Linked DNA regions of Mus musculus: region 1 is linked to region 2. The links are chromatin contacts, called in public promoter capture Hi-C maps. All regions are on one chromosome and are shown on one strand. Each heading gives the region's core, a stretch centred on a gene start, on an enhancer-like site or on the middle of the called end of the contact. The rest is flanking DNA. Distances are from core to core; before and after follow the strand shown. Region 1 holds the start of Gemin6 (gem nuclear organelle associated protein 6). Region 2 overlaps Prkd3 (protein kinase D3).

Region 1 (3,728 bases), core at 482-2,981, 1.2 Mb after region 2:
TTTTAATGGAGCCATTCCTAGCATTCATCAATATAATCTTGATGACTACTAAGCATATACATAAAGAAGAGACATTTCAATTGGCTGGTACTAATTGAGTGAATTAGAAAAGCTAGAAGCCGGGTGATGGTGGCGCACACCTTTAATCCCAGCACTTGGAAGGCAGAGGCAGGCAGATTTCTGAGTTCGAGGCCAGCCTGGTCTACAGAGTGAGTTCCAGGACAGCCAGGGCTACACAGAGAAACCCTGTCTCGAATTTAAAAAAAAAAAAAAAAAGCTAGAATAGTTTAAATATCTTGTATCTAGTTGCAACTGATTTTTAAATTTTTTTAATTTTTTTTTTTTTTTTTTTTTTGTAGCAGGGCTGGCCTAGAACTCACTATGTAGACTAATTGATCCCAAACTCCCTGCCTACCTCTGCTTTCCACAAGCTTGGATTAAAGTCCTATGCACCACATGTGGCCCAAATGCAACTTAAATTTCTGATAATTTGGACAGAGTAGGGACATGTCCTTGTTTCAAAAGGGGAAGAAAACATAAGCCAAACAGGTTTGCAGTAAAGAATGAAACTTAAAATGCAACTGAACAGTTGTCACAAATCAGTTGTAGATTTTTATTCTGTAGTTTTAAAGGTCAAACATTTTCTCCCACACTCTTAATAACTTGGAATTTACATTAGCTCTTGTAGCTTTATAGAGGGTTTTAACTGATAAACTCTAACTTAATCCATGAAATCTCATTAATATGAAGTCAATCATTCAATAAATGAAGGTTTTGGGAAGGATTATTTGATATGGAATTTCAAGTAGTAATTTTAAAAAACCGATTCATATTTAATGTTTCTGCTGCTTGGCTTGACAATCTTTTTTTTTTTTTTTTTTTTTTTTTTGAGACAGGGTTTCTCTGTGTAGCTCAGGCTGTCCTGGAACTCACTTTATAGACCAGGCTGGCCTCGAACTCAGAAATTCGCCTGCCTCTGCCTCCCGAGTGCTGGGATTAAAGGCGTGCGCCACCACGCCCACCTCTGGCTTGACAATTTTATAGCTCAGTTTTTGTTCATCGCCCTTGGTGGGTTTTTTTGTTGTAGTTGTTGTCTTGGCGGGGGAGAGGGTTGTTTTTTTCTCTTTTCAGTATAGGCAGAATCTTAGCATTTACTGCCTTGCACCACTTTTCAGTATCACAGTCTCGAAGATTCTGCAGTATGTCAGAGCCCAGTCAGCTACGTGCCCAGAAATCTGAAGCAGAAACAACATAATCCAGTGCTGCTTGGGAGGCAGAGGCAGGCGAAGTCTACAGAGTGAGTTCCAGGACAGCTAGGGCTACACAGAGAAACCCTGTCTCGAAAAAAAAAAAAAAAAAAAAATCCAGTGCTGATCTTCCCAACTTCACCACTGTTCTTGAGATTTACTGAGAACACGTCCCCAAAGGTGCACGCATTTTAACCGGCTCCAAAACGAGCTAGACCAGAATTCATGCCATTCACCTCGGCTTTTAGAGCCTTAAGGTTTACCCAGAGAGCTTTGTGTTGAATTCAGGGCAAAATCGCATTTTCATACCCCACTTAAAAAGCTTTGAGGTACGAACATTTTCCTCTTACAAAGATTTCTTGAGACGTTCACGGTGGCCAGGAGAACTCAAGTTCCCTTGGACACAACCTGCAGTGCAAGAACGGAGGCAAAGGACTACAGGATGGAGGATTCTGGGGGAAGGAAATGACGTCAGGAGCAAAGCATGCTGGGCTCAGGCGGGCCGACTCAAGCCCGCTCGGCGGCGTGTGAGCTAAGTAGAAATATAGCCAGGGTCTCTGCGGCGTTTCCCTGAGTCGTGCAGAGTTCTGGGTATGGCGGCCTCTGGACAGGACCTGGTGTTGGAGCTCTAGAGCTTCGCTAACGGGTCCTCAGCGCTTTACGAGAAAATTGGCGCAAAGCCCGTGGAGAGTCATCTAGAAAGAGTAGGTGGGAATCCGAGAACTCCGCATCAGTTATGTCTGTCAGGGGTTTAGGGCGAAATCCTTTTATCTAAGGAAAGCGGAACGGAAGTGGCTGCTTCTTCTTTTTTCTAAAAAAGATTTCTTTATTGTATATGAGCACACCACTGCTTTCTTCAGACACACCAGAAGAGGACATCGGATTCCATTACCGATGGTTTTGAGCTACCATGTGGTTGCTGGGAATTGACCTCCCAGTCGGTGCTCTTAACCGCTGAGCCATCTCTCCAGCCCCGAAGAGTTTGAGTTATCTACGGGCCAGGTTCAAAGCCAGGTTGAAAGCGGTATCCGGAATTGGGAGCAGAGGGTGGGACTAGACATGCCACAGGAGTTTTAAGAATTGTACCTGTGGCCATTCACTATTACCATCAGTCTGAATTATAAATACCCCTTCCCAGATATACTAAACAAAACATTCTCAAGAATTCTCCAAAGATAGTATCAGTTTCTTATACCCCAGATGGGCGTTTTGCTTGTTCTTCTGAGATCTGAGACGGCACACTATGTTACCAGGCTGGTCTCAGCACTACTAGTAGGTAGGGACTGTAGGTGTGAGTTAAGACTGGCTCTATGTATCAGTGCTTACTTGCATTAAGAAACTCGTTATTTTCAGGCAAATTACAGACTGCCTACAGAATGGCGATCATTAAGACATTTGCTTGGGCTGGTGAGATGGCTCAGTGGGTAAGAGCACTGACTGCTATTCCAAAGGTTCAGAGTTCAAATCCCAGCAACCACATGGTGGCTCACAACCATCCGTAAAAAGATCTGACTCCCTCTTCTGGATTGTCTGAAGACAGCTACAGTGTACTTACATATAATAAATAAATGAATCTTTAAAAATATTTTTAAAAAAAGACATTTGCTTGTGTGGAATATCCATAGTGATTAACCCAAATTGATAATGGTTCTAGATCTGGGCAACTGGTAACCATGAGCGAATGGATGAAGAAAAGCCCCTTAGAATGGGAAGATTACGTTTATAAAGAAGTGAGAGTGATAGCCTGTGAGAAGGAGTATAAAGGATGGCTTCTAACCACAGATCCAGTCTCTGCCAAGTGAGTATGCAACTTAATTTTGTGAAATGACAATCCTATGTACTGGCCCCGGATATCCAAGCTGAGAAGGCAGATCAATCAAAGACTGGTCATTCACACATAATAATTGCTTTTGAGCCTAACTGCTGCTGTTTTAACTATGGGATGCTGTAGCAAACTAAACATAGTTATAGGAATAGAAAAGAGAAATTCTCCCCTCTTCTAATTCTCCTTCCAGAGGGTCTCCTGTAGCCAAGGTTGGCCTTATTTGGCTATATAGTTGAAGATGATATTAAACTTCTGATTCATCTACTTCTACTTCTGAATGCTAGGACACCACACCCAACTTTATTTATTTTTTTAAAATAAGTCTCATATAACTCAGACTGGCCTCAAATTCATTATGTAGCTGAGGATAAACACGAATCCCTGATCCTCTTATCTCCACCATATCCAATTGTCAGGACTTGTCTCAAAAGGTAAAAAAAAAAAAAAAAAAAGGACTGAAGGTACATAGATGTCAAGGGGAAAAATGCCCATGCTGTTTATTGGAAAATTTTATATTTATTGAAGTACTAAGTAGTTTGTTTGTTTGTTTGTTTGTTTGTTTTTTGAGACAGGGTTTCTGTGTAGTCCTGGCTGTCCTGGAACTCAGAAATTCGCCTGCCTCTGCCTCCCAAGTGCTGGGATTAAGGGCGTGGGCC
Region 2 (4,209 bases), core at 1,106-3,605:
TCATTAGGCATTTTTAAAAGGTAGTATAAAAATGAGAAACCCTTGGAGTTTTAGGACACATATATTTTTGTTTTCATATAAGTGAGTGAAGTATACTAATTTTAGAGGCTGACACACGAATGCATATATGGGATACTAAATTGATTTTTAAACTTGAGACCAAGTACATCTTTACAGTACATCTTTAAGACTTATTCGGAATGACAGTAAACACATGCTAGGATGTTCTCTTTCCAGGTTTCCTCAGACTCCCGGAGAACCCAGAGCTTAGTTATTTAACTAGCACTTATTAAAAATTCTGTTGGTTATTCTGTAGAAACAAGACTAACATTCATTTAGCACCAATTCTGGAAAGCGCTCAACCATAGGGAAGAATTCCAATGATAATTTTCATTTAAAGCCAAAGTCACTAGTCTAGACGAGTCAGCGAGAACGGACTCACCAGGGACCTGAACTGATTCTTCCCCGCAGGTCTCCGCAGGTCTCCAGTTCACGTGCTCAACTTAACCCCACACGTCTGACATAAACCAGAGAAGTCTTTTTCTTTTTAAAATACACTTTCTCCGCTTGTTTTGTAAGTAGTTCTGAATTGTCTTTAACTTTAATGCTTGGACTTTCCCTCTTTTAGCTAAGATTGTAACCTGAATGTACAGCAAATTAACTTTCCCATCATCAGTTTAAGTATTTAGTAATGACTGCCCAACACTATTTAACCTAGATAATATGTGTGTATGTATCTACATGTATATGTATATACATGCACACACACACACACACACACACACACACACACATATATATATATATATATATATCTCAGAAAGATTAGAATGTCGCCAAGCCACTGCAACACAGCTGTAGTAGAGAGAATGGGGAAAGAAAACAACACAGAATGACAACTCTGTCCTAGAAAACAAAAGACACAGCTGGGGTTTTCATCCGCTATGACAGAACTGAAAATTACAACCAACTCATGTCTACAGAGACAATGGATCCATTCATTCAGACAGACCAAATCACCCCTCAAGTACACTGAATATTTGGTCTTCAGATCTAGTATTTAAATGATCAAAACTAAAGCCAAGTATTTTAAATCACCTAAAAACAGACAGAATTTCAATTTTACTAAATGCCATTATAACTCAAATGAATTGCTTTCTACCAACTTCCTTTCTCATTCCAATTACATCTAGTTTTTTCATTCAACAAACTAATAGCAAGAGTAGCTTTAGAGGGTATTTTTTAAGCCTCTTATCAATATGAAATCAAGTAAACATGGGAGCTAACATCCACTAGGTAGTCATCACATACCAGACACTGTGAATAAACTCTCCCAGTTTAAATAAACACGTCAGAACTAAAATTAAAAAAATATGTATGTATATATGGTTTTGTTGACATACGGCAACTAAATGCTGCAACTTTGATGTTCACTAAAGTTTTAAAACATCTATAGAACCAAGGATCTTTCTAAATTTAGAGTCTTTGAAGCCACAGGTATGTTTTCTGAGCATTATGGCCCAGGACTGCACTAAGAACTTTCTTTTTAATCACAACAACTCTTTATAAAGGTTTATCATAGGCTTGTAATGTGACGCTCAGCTGGTCTGGCTGACACACTTCGCCTGGCTCAGCCCCACTTCTACTGCTGCCAGACTGCATTCTAAGGTCTGACTGTCTTCCGGGTCCCACGACTTCCCTGGGGCTTCCTGCAAACACACCTTCTCTTCAGTATATACATCCCTAGAAGGTAGAAATCACACTCGTGTTCATTTTGCTTTGTAAACTATGAATCACTAGGAATCTAGGAGTTTGAGGGCAGCTCGGTGGTAGAGTACACGCTTAGCACGCACAAGGCCCTGGGTTCAATCGCCAGCGCCCCATATATACACATGTTCTTACACAGAAGAAGGAAAATGCCCACTATTTGCATGACCTTGTTTTTAGTATAAAAGCAAATAAAATGTGTTCTGTACTAAATGTTTACTGAGAGTAAGGTATTTCTGAGGAAAGACACGAAGAAGCTAGCACTGACCTCAATGTAATACGTTGGAAGACTTTCAAAGCTTAAAAAAAAAAAAGGAAGCTAAGTTTTGGCTTATGCTAACAACAACAACAAAAGAAACTCCACCTCACCCCACCCTCAGGATGTGTCATGAACCTGGATGAAATTCAAAAAGTGACCTCTTTTGGTCATATCTAAGTTTTAAACAAAACTCAACTAAAAATGATTTACTAGCTAAAGGGATTTCTTGGGAGAAAAAAAAAATCTTGCTGTTGATGCTGATATAGTCTGTCAGCGTTTAAGCAGGTTTGTGCTTAGCACAGTCTGTGAATCGCTTGTACTTCATGAGATTCAACCACACTCTTCAGTATGCCGCCAGAAACTATTCTGTCTTTACTCCAGTTGCACACACAGTTCCTAGTCTGTAGTCCTTTAAAAACTCGACCTTAACCATGTTCTGCTGTGCTTGTTTATGAATTTATTGAATCACCCTGTGAAATGTGTCATCTGCCCCAGTGTTTAGTGTGGTCAGTGTGTTTCTCCCCAACATGTGAGCCCTTTGTAGGGGGAGGGCACTGATCTTATCACACTTGCTGTGTTTTCCACGTTGCTTTTTGTCTTATTATTTTTATAGCTGACATTATGGTTTGCTGACCTAAGAGTGAGTTATCCTGGCACAGAGCACTCAGCCAGCTCCGTTTTATATTCATGCTCCTTTGACCCCAGTTTGCACATTTAACTTACTCCCTCTGGAGCTTACTGGGTAGAGGTCAGCATTAAGTCCCACCTGCACTTAAAACAGGTTTTCCAATGTCAATTTATGGGAAGACGATTCCCTTCAAAAGGTTTTCCTTTTTTCTTTTCTTCTTCTTCTTCTTCTTTTTTTTTTTTGCGTGACTCCTTTGCAGCACATACCTAAAATAAATGTCTCCCAGACTCCCTAACTCCTGCTTCAGTAGCACCAAACACCAATAGCTGCATCTCCCTTTCTATTTTTCAGATTTTTGAAATTAATGCTCTTGACGACTTTAGAACAACATCAGATAAATTTCTAACGAACAATGTCGAGGGGGGACCCAAAAAACAAAAGAAAAAACAACAAATAACACACAGGAAAAAAAATAAGATCTTTAACTTAAATAAAAATTATATACTATTTGTCCCTTTTAAAGATAAATCATTCATATTACCTTTAAAAAGACACTTTAAAATATTTTTTAACAATTTACTTTTTAATGGGCATTGATTGGTGTTTTGCCTGCATGTATTTCTGTGTGAGTGTCAGATCCCTTGGAATTGGAGTTACAGACAGTTGTGAGCTTCCATGTGGGTGCTGGGAATTGAACTGGGTCCTCTGAAAAAGCAGCCAGTGTTCTTAACCACTGAGCCATCTTTCCAGACCTAAAAATATTTTTTTTTAAAGTTTAAAATTTTATTATACTTGAGATAATTATCACTAAGTCCTATTCTTTTCTAAAAAGATTTTTAAAGATTCATTATTACTTTATTTGTTGTACGTGTGTCTGAGTGTATGTATAGTGTTTGAGTGTATGTGCAGGTATATAGTGTTTAAGTGTGTGTGAATGTATGAAGTGCTTGAATGAGTGTGTGTGTGTGTGTGTGTGTACATTATATGTGTGCTGGTCTGTGAAGAAACCAGGAGAGGGTGTCAGATTTCCCAGAGCTAGAAATATTGGGAAATAATCTCTAGTTCTTTGGGAGAGCAGCAAATACTCTCAACTGATATACCATTTCTCTATCCCCCTTTCCTCTATTATTATTTTATCTTATGTATATGGATGTTTTACTTGCATGTCTGTCTGTCTATGTTCCACATGTGTGCCTGGTGTTCTTGGAGATCAGAATAGGATATTGGATCCCCTGAGACTGGAGTTATACATGGTTGTGAGCTGCCAACCATGCATGTGAGTGTGGGAATTTAATCCGTCCTCTGGAAGAGCAGCCAGTGTTCCTAATAGCTAAGCCACCTCTCCAGCCCCATTTGACTCCTTTTGCCTTAATGGAATTATTTGTGCACTTTAGGTTGGTTTTCCCGTCCCTCTTCTAATATAATATGGCCTTCTATAATCTCACTTAATTGTTACTATCCCTTTTGGTTCTACAGGTTCTTCCTGGTAGTTTAATCATGGGAGATGTAAAGTCAACACTAGAATATCTTGATTTCACTGTATCTGATAATAGTC

Evidence for each region. Promoter capture Hi-C pulls out the DNA fragments that hold promoters and counts their contacts.
Region 1: a promoter capture Hi-C map of liver shows a contact between it and region 2, with 4 times the contacts expected there. The contact joins the promoter of Gemin6 here to the enhancer-like site in region 2. A contact is called at or near these places in 7 of 39 promoter capture datasets (the 3T3-L1 cell line, 3T3-L1-derived adipocytes, the HPC-7 cell line and 3 more), 1 of 484 Hi-C or Micro-C datasets (B cells) and 1 of 115 datasets of contacts at active chromatin or transcription factors (embryonic stem cells).

The regions. Positions count from the first base shown.
Region 1 is chr17:80,222,720-80,226,447 of GRCm38.p6, forward strand. Gemin6 (gem nuclear organelle associated protein 6) reads left to right here and starts at 1,732. Exons shown (of 3, transcript NM_026053.4): 1 at 1,732-1,951; 2 at 2,902-3,045. The coding sequence starts at 2,921.
Region 2 is chr17:78,992,931-78,997,139 of GRCm38.p6, forward strand. The region is part of intron 2 of Prkd3 (protein kinase D3); the gene reads right to left. The region is part of intron 5 of Gm41622 (a long non-coding RNA gene); the gene reads left to right. Among named protein-coding and RNA genes, the nearest start is that of Gm41622, 11 kb to the left of the region's middle. Within about 2 kb of position 2,356, at least 79 of the 459 cell types and tissues checked have an H3K27ac peak or open chromatin away from gene starts, as enhancers often do. A contact at or near this core is called in the HPC-7 cell line and liver, where this site is marked.